4 separate regions of the Sus scrofa genome follow, and regions 2, 3 and 4 are each linked to region 1. Evidence: chromatin contacts called from public Hi-C data. All regions are on one chromosome and are shown on one strand. The core of a region is the stretch at or near the end of the contact, and the rest is flanking DNA. Distances in the headings are between cores, read along the strand shown.

What was found. Hi-C and Micro-C count contacts between places; a contact is called where the count stands out from the background.
Region 2: a contact with region 1 is called in a Hi-C map of liver, with 2.3 times the contacts expected there. The contact joins the promoter of OLF42-3 here to the promoter of RNF39 in region 1. A contact is called at or near these places in 2 of 47 Hi-C or Micro-C datasets (heart right ventricle and liver).
Region 3: a Hi-C map of epiblast stem cells shows a contact between it and region 1, with 2.2 times the contacts expected there. The contact joins the promoter of GABBR1 here to the promoter of RNF39 in region 1. A contact is called at or near these places in 6 of 47 Hi-C or Micro-C datasets (embryonic fibroblasts, epiblast stem cells, fetal heart ventricle and 2 more) and 1 of 2 datasets of contacts at active chromatin or transcription factors (alveolar macrophages).
Region 4: a contact with region 1 is called in a Hi-C map of liver, with 1.6 times the contacts expected there. The contact joins the promoter of TRIM15 here to the promoter of RNF39 in region 1. A contact is called at or near these places in 1 of 5 promoter capture datasets (liver), 3 of 47 Hi-C or Micro-C datasets (embryonic fibroblasts, epiblast stem cells and liver) and 1 of 2 datasets of contacts at active chromatin or transcription factors (alveolar macrophages).

Annotation. Positions count from the first base shown.
Region 1 is chr7:22,641,021-22,643,720 of Sscrofa11.1, reverse strand. RNF39 (ring finger protein 39) reads left to right here and starts at 1,294. Exons shown (of 5, transcript NM_001128446.1): 1 at 1,294-1,659. The coding sequence starts at 1,294.
Region 2 is chr7:22,514,381-22,517,080 of Sscrofa11.1, reverse strand. It overlaps OLF42-3 (putative olfactory receptor-like protein), which reads right to left and starts at 1,406. Exons shown (of 1, transcript XM_021098436.1): 1 at 422-1,406. The coding sequence starts at 1,384. The coding sequence ends at 446.
Region 3 is chr7:22,575,825-22,578,524 of Sscrofa11.1, reverse strand. It overlaps GABBR1 (gamma-aminobutyric acid type B receptor subunit 1), which reads left to right and starts at 1,412. Exons shown (of 14, transcript NM_001123114.1): 1 at 1,412-1,493; 2 at 2,181-2,384. The coding sequence starts at 1,412.
Region 4 is chr7:22,730,463-22,733,392 of Sscrofa11.1, reverse strand. TRIM15 (tripartite motif containing 15) reads right to left here and starts at 1,651. Exons shown (of 7, transcript NM_001123208.1): 1 at 1,283-1,651. The coding sequence starts at 1,651. It overlaps LOC110261490 (a long non-coding RNA gene), which reads left to right. Exons shown (of 5, transcript XR_002345605.1): 4 at 1-909; 5 at 1,290-1,418. It also overlaps a transcript of TRIM10 not described here.

The DNA of each region.
Region 1 (2,700 bases), core at 45-2,544:
TCTGCCTGTGAGTTTGTGCATTTGGGGGCATTTGGACATTGATGGATGCAAACGCTTGTTTGTACAGCAGTGTGTGTGATCAGGACTGAATGTTTACTTATTCACAACCCAGACAGAAAGGCCTAGCATGAGAGAGGACCAGTAAGAAGAGGGAGCAGACAGGAAGGAGAAGAGGAGAGGGAAGGAGAGAGAGACAGAGAGATGGAGTTGAAGGAAGAAGGCACGAGGAAAGATCTGAAAAAAAAAAAAAATTAGAAAGCAGAAGGGGATTCTAGGGATCTGAAATTAAAAAGAGGCAGGGTGGAGTCACAGCAAGGCCATAAATCAGATCTGGGTATGGCTCCACTTCAGGTCATTCCCTTGCTCTGTGTACTTGGCAATGCCAGTTTACCAAAAGAATGAAAATAGATCATCTTTGGGTACATCCCAAAGAAGGAGAGAAAAAGTGGAAATAAAAGGATACACAGGGAAAGAGAGAAATAACTAGAAAGAGAGAGATGGCAAGTAACAAGAGAGGAGGAGCCAGCCAGAGGTAGAAGTGACAGAGCCCTACCCTGACTCCTTGAGGTGGGAGTGCGGGCACCTGCTCCCTACCCCTTAAGCCAAAGCTTCTGTGTCCTTAAGCCCTTAATAGGCAAGGTAGGAGGATGGAACGGAGAGAGGCGCCTGGAATGACAGCTGCACACCAACACTCGGAGGCCTGCCAAAGCCACACAAACCAGGATCTGTGCTTCCGGGCCCCCAGCCCCCAGATGTAGGTGTGCCGGCCACCTGGAATGACTCACGCCCTGGCGATGTGGGCACACATACCAAAAGCGAGCCTGGGCACCCTGCCTGCCGACCTGCACACCTCAGGCCGAGGAGGAGGTGAGATTCCCGCTTTTACGGGGTGACTGGGGCTACCCACCCCGAACGTTGCTCCCTTGCCCCCAGAGCGCCCCCTAGCTACCACCTCCTCGGCTCCAGACCTAGGTGTCCCTCCCACCCTTCTCCGCCAAAACCTTACTGGGGAAGCGGGAGAACCAGATGGGGTGTTACGCAAGGGTTGATGTTTACCTCCCGGGGGCGCCTCCTCCCTCCCTATAAAGCCTGACGTGGAAGGGAGATTGGCAGAGACAGACTGGTTGAAGAGAGAGGCGATCCCAGGAGAGGGCCAGAAAACGTCCGAAAGTTAATGCGGGAGGCGGAGAGAGGGGCATCAACGCAACCAGCAGCAGAGGCGCTCAGCCAGCTGCGCGCTCGAAGGCGTTCGCGGGGGTCGCGGAAGGGACGGCGCCCAGACGCTGGCTCCCCATGGAGGCGCCGGAGCTACTGGGCCCGGGGCTGGTGGAGCGTCTGGAGCAGTTGGCGACGTGCCCGCTGTGCGGGGGCCCCTTCGAGGACCCGGTGCTCCTGGCGTGTGAGCACAGCTTCTGCCGCGCGTGCCTGGCCCGCTGCTGGGGGACCCCGCCGGCGACGGGCCCCGAGACGCCCCCCACCGCCTGCCCCTGCTGCGGCCTGCCCTGCCCCCGCCGCTGCCTGAGGTCTAATGTGCGGCTGGCGGTGGAGGTGCGCATCAGCCGAGGACTGCGGGAGAAGCTGGCCGAGCCCGGGGCCCGCACGGGGAAACGCCGAGGGGGGCGCATCCCCACCATGGGCTGCCTGGACCAGCAGGGAGAGGTGAGGCAGGGGTGCGCTTCGCGAGTTCGCAGCTGTCGCTGGAAGCCCGGGCGGGGTGGGGAATCCGCGGGCTTCCTGGGGAAGTGGGGAATGGTGCCTCCCGAGTCGGGGCCCTTCTGCAAGTTTAGGCAGAAGATGGAGTTGGGGAGAGAGAAGCAGAGGACGAGATGGTGGCGGCTGTCAAGTGCCAGGACCGGCATAGGAAGGAGTTGACGCTTTGCCCAGGGGGAAGGGGGCTGGACGGATGCCTGAGTCTTGTTTGGGTGGGCTGGAGCGAAGGGGTTAGAGAGGCAGAGAAGAGGTTGGGCCACCAGAGAGAATCAGGAGACCCCCGAGGCTCTGCAAAGAGCGCGGGAACTGGGAGTCTGGCGAAAGGGGCAGCCCGGCGCCGGGGTGGAGCCGCGGCAGAGCTGAGGGGGCCGGCGGTGGGCGGGAGGAGGAGGGAGGAAGCTGACGGGGCGGGAGCGAACTGGGGGCCTGGGAAGTTGAAGAAGATCAAAACTGGCCAAGGGGAGGAGGAGCAGGAAGGAGGGCGGAGAAAAAGCTGGAGTGGAGGGGTGGGGAAGGAGGGGGCTGTCAAAAAAAGGGAAGGAGGGATCCAAACTCCCCTGCAGCATCTTGGGGCAGATGCCCGGGCTCTGGCGTAGGCTTTCCCGTGTTGTTTGTTATGATTGTCCTCCGCTCCTCCCAGGGCCCCGGGGAGAGGCGGCGATGGGTGGAGGCAAAGTCGGGGAGAACAGCCGCTGGGACCTCTGGCTTCTCTCCACATCCCACCCAATCACCCACCCACCCACTCATTCTTCCGCGTCGCTCCTGGGCCTTCACTCCCCTGGCGGTCAACCAACTCCATTCCCTTGCCCGACCCCCAGGCGTCCTGGATTCCTTACTGGCTTCTCCCCAGCAGCAGAGCCGGTCTCGAATCTTGCTTCCACCCTTTGAAGTCCACATATACCTAATTAGTCTAGGTGTAATTGGCATTATTAGGCAAATTGCCTTCCTCTCTTCCCTTCTCCATCCTACTGGTCTGCTCCAGTCTTACCC
Region 2 (2,700 bases), core at 157-2,656, 130 kb after region 1:
AGGATCAAAAGGCATCCTGCCAAGTTTTATATTAATCATGGTTTCAAGCATTTGCTGCTTTGGTGTATATGGATGTATGCAAGGTTTCCAGGGTGCCACAGTGGAGCTATCTCCCCAGAGTGATATGACAATTGGAGGGAGATTATGTAGCCAAAAATGGGCATGGCAGAGTTAGGGAATCTATAGAAGGGAGGGAGTTAAAAACAGGAAGGAGAAGATGAAGTGCTAAGACATGACAATATTTGAATTTAAGGAGATACCAACCTCCTCTTAAATCAGTTTCTCTCTCTCTCATTACATACGGCACAGACACACAGCGACACACTGTAGTGACTACAGTGGCTTGGATCTGTGTAGAGAAAAGTAGTAGATTGGGGAACTCAATTTTCTCACAAATCATGAAGAAACTCTTCACGAATTAGAAAGCACTTGAAGCATCTCTCCCTCAGCTCTCCCTGGAGTCCCTGTCCTGCCCCAGCAACCTCCCGAGCGCCCTCTTGACCTCCTTGTTCCTCAGGGTATATATGAGAGGGTTAAGTGAAGGGATGCCCACCGCATAGAAGAGACCAAAGAACTTGCCCCTCCTCTGGGCATAGGGACTTTTGGGCTGGAGGTAGACGGCAATGACTGAGCTGTAGAAGAGGGTGACCACAGCGAGATGGGAGGAGCAGGTCCCCAGGGCCTTCCTCCATGCTGTGGCAGAGCTGATCCTCAGCACTGCCCGGGCGATGGCACCGTAAGAGACTAGGATGAGACTGAGGGGCACCACCAAGATGAAGACACTGGCAACAGCCATCTGGATCTCATTGTAGGTGGTGTCCCCACAGGAGAGTCGAATTAGAGAAGGGACCTCACACACAAAATCATCTACCTGCCGGTGGGGGCAGAAGGGCAGGCGAAGTGTGGGTGGTGTCTGGACCATGGACTCCACCAGGCCAATGACCCAGGCCACTGCCGCCAGCTGCCGGCACAGGCGGGGGTGCATGGTGGTGGCATAGTGGAGGGGTTGGCAGACAGCCACATAGCGGTCAAAGGCCATCACTGTCAGGAGGACACACTCAGTGGTCCCCAGGAGCAGGAAGATGAAGAGCTGGACAGCACAGCCAAGGAAGCTGATGGTCTTGTGTGGGCCCCACAGGTGGACCAGCATCTGGGGGACACAGCTCGTGGTGAAACAGAGGTCCAAGAAGGAGAGGTTGGAGAGGAAAAAGTACATCGGGGAGTGGAGCCTGGGGTCCAGCACGGACAGCAGGATGATGAGTGTGTTGCCAGCTAGAGTCAGGAGGTAGGAAGCGAAGACAACCACGAAGAGGATTCTCTCGAGCTCTGGGTGTTCAGAGAAGCCCAGAAGGAGGAAGCCTGCCGGGGAGCTGCGGTTGACCATGGCCTGTTCCTGTCCAGACCTAGAGGGCTGAGGGCTGTCAGGGGAGTGTGTCCAAACTGTTTTATGAAAAGTCACTCTGGGTACTTGCCAGGTCGCAGCAGGTGGGTATTTCTCTTTTGCTTTCACTCCCTCAGCCTCTTTCCCAGGACGTCATCACCGGCAGCTCCTTCTCTTCCCCTTTCTCCAGGTCACATGTTGCTAGTGGGATTGAGGAAACCATGAAAGTGCTGGAAAACAGGTGGAGACCCACGCTGGTTCCTCAGACTCACTGAAGGTAAGGAAAGCTGATGCAAAATATGGATTAGCTAAGTTTTCCTTAATTCAAAAATCAATTGAGGAGTTCCCTTTGTGGGGAACTGACTAGGATCCATGAGGATGTGGGTTCGAGTGAGGCCTTAACCCACTGGCCTTGCTAGGTGGGTTATGGATTCGGCATTGCCATGAGCTGTGGTGTAGGTCGAAGATGTACCTTGGATCCCTCGTGGCTGAGGCTGTGGCGTAGGCAGGCAGCTGTAGCGCCGATTCCACCCCTAGCCTAGGAACCTCCTCATGTGCCCTAAAAAGAAAAAAAAGATCAATTATTGAGTATTAATTTTGTTCTGAGTACTGTCATAGTTTTTGATATTCCCTTATGTATCCAGAGAAGATTAGCAAAAGAATCATTTTTACTGAATTTCCCTCTTGAGAGTGTCTATGTAGGGTTACTTCCTACTCTGGAACATACATTTTCTAGATTGTTCATGTTTTATCTTCCTTACTTCATTTGTAGGAGAACCACCAGAGGCAGAACGTGTGTATGAATCAAGGAAATTTCTTCTCTTTGAAGTGAAGTGATCCTACCGCAGAGATATTAACTAGGTGATCTTATCCCTTTAAAAAAATTATGATTTATTGAACTAAGCACAAGAGTGTCTTCTACAAATAAAAAGCACTAAGCCCAACTTAATATTATGTATATGTGGCAAAATAAGACCAAAAAGGCTGGAGTTCCTGCTGCGACGCAACAGGATCAGCAGCATCTTGGGAGCGCTGGGACTCAGGTTCATCCCAGCCCAGTGCAGTGGGTTAAGGATCCCGTTTTGCTGCAGCTGCAGCTGAGGTCACAGCTATGGCTCAGATCTGATCCTTGGTCTGGGAACCATATGCCACAGGGCAGCAAAAAATAAGTAATAAATAAAAAAAAATTTTTAAAAGAGACCAAACAGGCTTCCAGTGGTCTTGTTATGGAACTACGAACATCAAGAATTATTGAGTCTAGAAATAAGGAAGATGATATAATTTTAAAAAATATTTTCCCTTTCAGATAAGATTATGTC
Region 3 (2,700 bases), core at 163-2,662, 65 kb after region 1:
AAGAAATATTGATTGCTAGGCCCTGCTGGAGTAGAGAAGATAATGCTGGCTCCTGCCCACTTGGAGGCTCTTTTTGCTCATTGCTTTCTTTCTTTCTTCTCCTCCCCTCCTACTTTAATTTCTCTCCTTGATGCTCCTCTTCTCGTCTTTTGCTTCCAATCCTCTCTCCTCGTTCCCTCCCCCAAGCAGGCGAGTAGCAGAGCTCTCTGGTCACCAGCTGTCTCTTCCCCATCCAACTCCTGTCGCGCTGAGGTGGCTCCGGGCCTTCACCCCCTCCCCTGTCTGACCCTGGCTTCTCCTTTCTCTCCCACCTCATCTCCTTCTCATCCGGCCTTCGGCCTCAGTCTCTCATCTCACCCCGAACCAGGCTCCTTCCTCTTTGTGCAGCCGTCTTTCTCCACCTGCATCCCAGATTCCCCGTCTCAGCGTCAGCTCCTTGGCCTTTGGCTCGGGCTCCCTCGCCCCCACCCCAGCTTCCAGTCGTCTAGCCCGCGGGTCCCCGCGCGTGTGCTCGTGCACGGGTGTCCCTCTCTCAGGCCTCGGAGCCCCGCTCCTCCGCCGCCCGCCCCCCGGCGCTGTGGGCGGTCCAGGGCGGGGCTGCGATCCGGGGCGGCTCCCGGGGCTCGGGTTGTGGGAGGTGCCCTCTCCCCGGTCTCCCCCTCGCTTCCCCCCGCCCCGTCTCCTCCTGCACCCTCCTTCTTCCCTCCGCCCGGGAGCTCTTCCCGGTCCCCGGCGCCGCCTCCTTCCCTCCCGGCTCCCCGCTCCCGCGGCCGCCGCCGCCCCGGGGAAGGAGAGACGGGGGTGGGGTTTGGGGGAGGCGAGAGAGGAGGGGGAGACCCTGGCCGGGCAGGAGCCCGGATTCGCGGGGAGGAGGGCCGGGAGGAGGGGAAAGGTGGAGGAGAGAGGAGGGGGGGAGCGGGGAGGAGCGGCCGGGCCTGGGGCCTTGAGGCCCGGGAGAGCCGGGGAGCTGGGCCGGCGCGCCGAGGTAAGAGCCAGGGCCGGGGGGCTCGGGGCCGGAGAGGGGCGCGCGGGAGGGCCGAGCCGAGAGCCGGAGGCCGGGGGAGCGGCGGGGAAGGAACCGGGAGCGGCGAGGCGGCCGAGCCCGGGAGCGTGGGGAAGCCGGGCTCGGGCGAGCCGCGGGGGCCGGGGGAGAGGAGGTGGTGAGAGGTGGAGTCCCGGGAGGGTGGGGGGGCCGAGGGAGGCAGGAGGAGGGTGGGGACAGGCTCTCTCTCCTCCTCTCCCCCACCCGCGCCGGGCTCCGCCCCCGCCTCCTCCGCGGGGCGCTCTCCAGTCCCCCGGCTGAGCCGGGTCGGAGCCCGGGAGGCGGCCCGGAGGGAGGCCGGGCCGCCTCCCGGGTCCGGACCGGCACTGGCGGGGCTCGGTCCCGTCCTCACGGCCGCCTCTCACTCAGATGCTGCTGCTGCTGCTGGCGCCGCTCTTCCTCCGCCCCCCGGGCGCGGGCGGGGCGCAGACCCCCAACGCCACCTCAGAAGGTGCACCCTTCTCCAGCGACCTCGGGCACCCCACCACCCCACTCCCCCTTTCCTTGCATCCGCTCTGCTATCCGGTCGGCCCTACATGGCATCCCGGCCTGGCCAGCCCGTCTGCTCGGCCCCACTTTACTACTCCTGACCTCCTTTCCATCACCCCCCCGTCATTACCCAGCACGCCTTTTCTCTGCCCCCCCATTACTCTACCAGGCCACCTCTCTGTGACACCACGTTATTTCCTCAACCCCATCCCTCTTCCCTGGCCCCACATTGCTACCTCAGTTCCGCCTTTTCCCTCCTTCCACATTGCTGCCCAGGTGGCATTAGAAGACCCCCTCTCCTTTCCTCCTTATTCTGCTGAGATTCTCCTTTAGCCTGTCTTACAAGTTCACTCGCATAGTCTATCTGTTCACGATTTCTTAATTACTTTTCTCCATTATCCCAACCAGCACCCTTCTATTCCCACTTGTGGGCGCTCTGATGAGCCTTAGCCCTGGCTCATTTTGCTTTGTCCTTTAGCCCAGGGTTCCAGTACCCACCCCCACTCCCACCCTCCAACACCCCATCCCATCCCCTCTGTCCTCCACCTGCCCACTGACCTCGCCCTGCGCCCCCCGCTGCCTCCGGCTGCTGACTCCGCCTTTTCCTTTCCCCCACCTTCCCTCTCTCTCCGCCTTCCCCTGGACGCAGGTTGCCAGATCATACACCCGCCCTGGGAAGGGGGCATCAGGTACAGGGGCCTGACTCGGGACCAGGTGAAGGCGATCAACTTCCTGCCCGTGGACTATGAGATTGAGTATGTGTGCCGGGGGGAGCGCGAGGTGGTGGGGCCCAAGGTCCGCAAGTGCCTGGCCAACGGCTCCTGGACAGATATGGACACACCCAGCCGCTGTGGTGAGTAGCCTCGCAAAGCCCCTCCCCTCTTCAAGCCAGTTCTTCTTCCTGCCTCAAACTTAGCTTTATTGCCTGCAAGTCAGCACTTTAAATCCAGTGTAGTGAAATTTACCAGTATATGTGCTGAAAGACCACTATGTACAGGGACTTTGCTGTGTGCCGTTGAAGGCTGTAAAGTTAGCAGCCTGCACACTTCATTTCATCCTCCCTTCAGTAGGCCACTATTTGAGAAAATAACTTGGCTATTCATCTTGTGAATTGATCTCTTTGAGGATTATTAGTGACAGATTATGCAGAAACATCCTAAAATGATTTC
Region 4 (2,930 bases), core at 402-2,901, 89 kb before region 1:
AGAAAAGGCTTTAGAAAGCAGAAACTGGAGATCAGTGACATCTCCCCCGGGGACACAGGTTCAATCCCTGGCTGGGCACAGTGGCTTAAAGGATCTGGCGTTGCTGCAGCTCCGATCTGATCCCTAGCCTGGGAACTCCATATGCCTCAGGGCACCCAAAAAAGGAAAAAAAAAAAAAAAAAAAAAAAAAAGAAGCAGAAACCGGTTACAGTGAGCCTTGAAAGATAAATTTCCAGTTGGGTACGAGAGGGGTAGGAGAGTATTTAATGTCTCTGAACTGTACACTAACAAATAGTAAAAATGGTTAAAAAAAAAAAAAGAATGAGAGGAAAGGAGAGCTTTGCAAAAGGAAGGAGCTACATGGTAAAAGCATTAGAAGCAAGAAAGGAAGTTAATTCAGCAAACAGCAGGTACCAATGGCCAGTCTGGCACTGGACATATGGTGCCAGGGGCCGGCAGCTGAGCCATGAGACTGGACAAGAAGGCAGGATCCTGCCTGCAGGTGGCCTTGAAGCCTTGCTAAAGTCACAGGCTTTCTTTGGGCCCTAGGGATCCAGGGGCGGATTATGGAAGGGGAGGGACATGATGGGGTGTGTGATTTGGGAAGCTTGGCAGGTGACCGGAAAGGGGAGCATAGGCTGGAGCCTGGATGACAGGTGGGCAGCCTGGATTTGGGGGTGGCGGTTGTGGAGATGATGCAGAGGGAAAGATGAGCCAAGCTTCTGAGGAGGCCATTTCCAGAGCTGGAGCCTGGGTGACAAGCAAGAGATCTGAGAGGCAGACGGAATGATAATGTCCCCAAGACCAGATGGGCTAGTATCTGCCACACCTCCTGCTCTCAAAAACAAGAGCTCTGCTTGGAGGAAGCCTTCTTGGACTCTCTCTCCTCTCTGAGCCCCAGCAGTCAAGGTCTGGCTAAATCTCATATCCAATCTGGATCCGGGAGGCCCCGGCCACACTGCCCAGAAGCTGAGGAGGGGGCCTCCCGCCCTCTTCTCCTTCCCTAGCGTGAAGGCACGGCTACAATTCTCTGGGTTCCATCACCATGGGGTCCTCTCGGCAGGAGCTGATGTTCCCCCTAAGGCTGCAGATGACCACACATCCACGTGGAACTGCGTGCCCCTCAGTCTGGGTCCCAGCAGCCTGGGGGTCCCTGGAAGTGGATGCCCGTAGCCCTTTCACGCAACCCCCTCCCCCTCCCCCTGCCCTGTTCCCTCCCCACCCCCCACCGCGGGACACTGTCCTGCTCCAATGGGCCCCACGCTGACCCCATACCTCTTACCCGGTAGGGCTGGATGGCTTCATCCAGGAAGCCCACGGCGTGGGCCTGGTGGGAGGGACCCTCCCGGCAGAAGACACAGAGGAACTCGGCATCATTCTCGCAGAAGAAGTAGATCTTCTCGCCATGCTCCTCGCAGTAAGTCTCCCCCAGAGGGCCCAGGGGCACGGGGACTAGGACGGGCTCTGTCTGCTCCTTCTCCTGGCAGACTGGACAGAGCAGGACCCTGCTGGAGGGCTGGGCCCCCATCTGGGGGGGCAGGGGGAGGCAGAGCCGGCAGAAGGTGTGTCCGCAGGCGGCGGTCACCGCATCCTCCAGTCGCCCTTGGCAGTCCGAACAGACGGCCCCTTTGTGGGAGGGGGTCAAGGGCATCCCGGTGCCGCCCGGCCCGTTCACTCTGGTCTCTGCCCTGATCCCACGCGAATTCTCTTTCCCTGAAATTGAGTCACGGAGGGAAAGGAATAGGAGGCCAAGCGAGGGGAAGGCGGGAATGGAGAGCGAGGAGGACAGGAGTGTCTGGACAGACAGACGCCTGACTCCACCTCTTGTGCTTCCCAGAGTCCCCGCCACCACCTATCAGCTGAGCGAGTCCAAACTCCAGGGCATCTCGAATTACCCAGCATTTCCCAACAGGGGCCCCTGTCCGCCCGGTTCTCCTCTCCTTCTGGTCCTTCCAGCCCCTGGGGTGGGGAGGAGAGCATGCCATGAAGTCACAGGGAGAGGGGGTTTCCTGGAACCCCTACCTTGATCACAGTGGGGTCAAGGGGAGTTGGGGAGGATCTGCTGCTTCCTGTCCGACTGAGCAGGTGAGAGCCATAAACTTCGGGCTTTGAGGTGTGCACACGGCAGCGGCAAAGTCCAGCCGGAGTGGGAGGTGCTGACTTCCAGGAAAGTCTGTTCCATTCTGGGGGGCAAGTGAAGATTGCTCACCAGGGCCCCCTCCTCTGGCCGCCTTCCCTTCTCACCTCCTCAGCTTGGGCTGGTCTCTCCCATCCCCACCGTCTCCCAGCACCAGGGTCCCCACTGAAGGATGGATAACTCTGAACTTCAATTTTAGTTTTAACTGCAGGAGGGAGAAGGCAAGAAAGCATAATACAAACCATTCGTGTTGATACAATTTAGAAAACAATTGAAAAGAGAGACAGGTTCAACCACATTTATCTAAGGCTTAGTGTTTTCATATTATTACATCCAATCTGATAACAACCCTTGCGGGCAGGTGATGAGTACAGGAAATGTAAACTGAAAGGTAAAGTGACTTCCCCAAGGTCACAGAGCTAGAAAGCTGCAAGGCTGGGGTCCATGCGGGTCTCCAGGCTTCCAGCTCTGTGCCCTTCCTGAACTCTGAGCCAAGAGAATGAGCAAACAGCCAGGGTGCTTCATCCACTCACCTGCATCTGTGGATAAAACCAAGGAAAACTCATTCCAATTCTCCTCTGGATGATCGGTGCCCCACCCCATTTCGCTCCCTTCCCACTCCAGCTATTTTGTATGTCACCTTCCCTTCCCCCACCTCCTATACCTCTGCCCCCAACAAGGAGCTGCACTGTCCAGCACAAGAGCTCTAACTACATGAGGCTGCTGAGTATTTGAGATGTGGCCAGTCCAAACTGAGATGTGTAAAATATGCCCTGACTTCAAAGATTTAGCA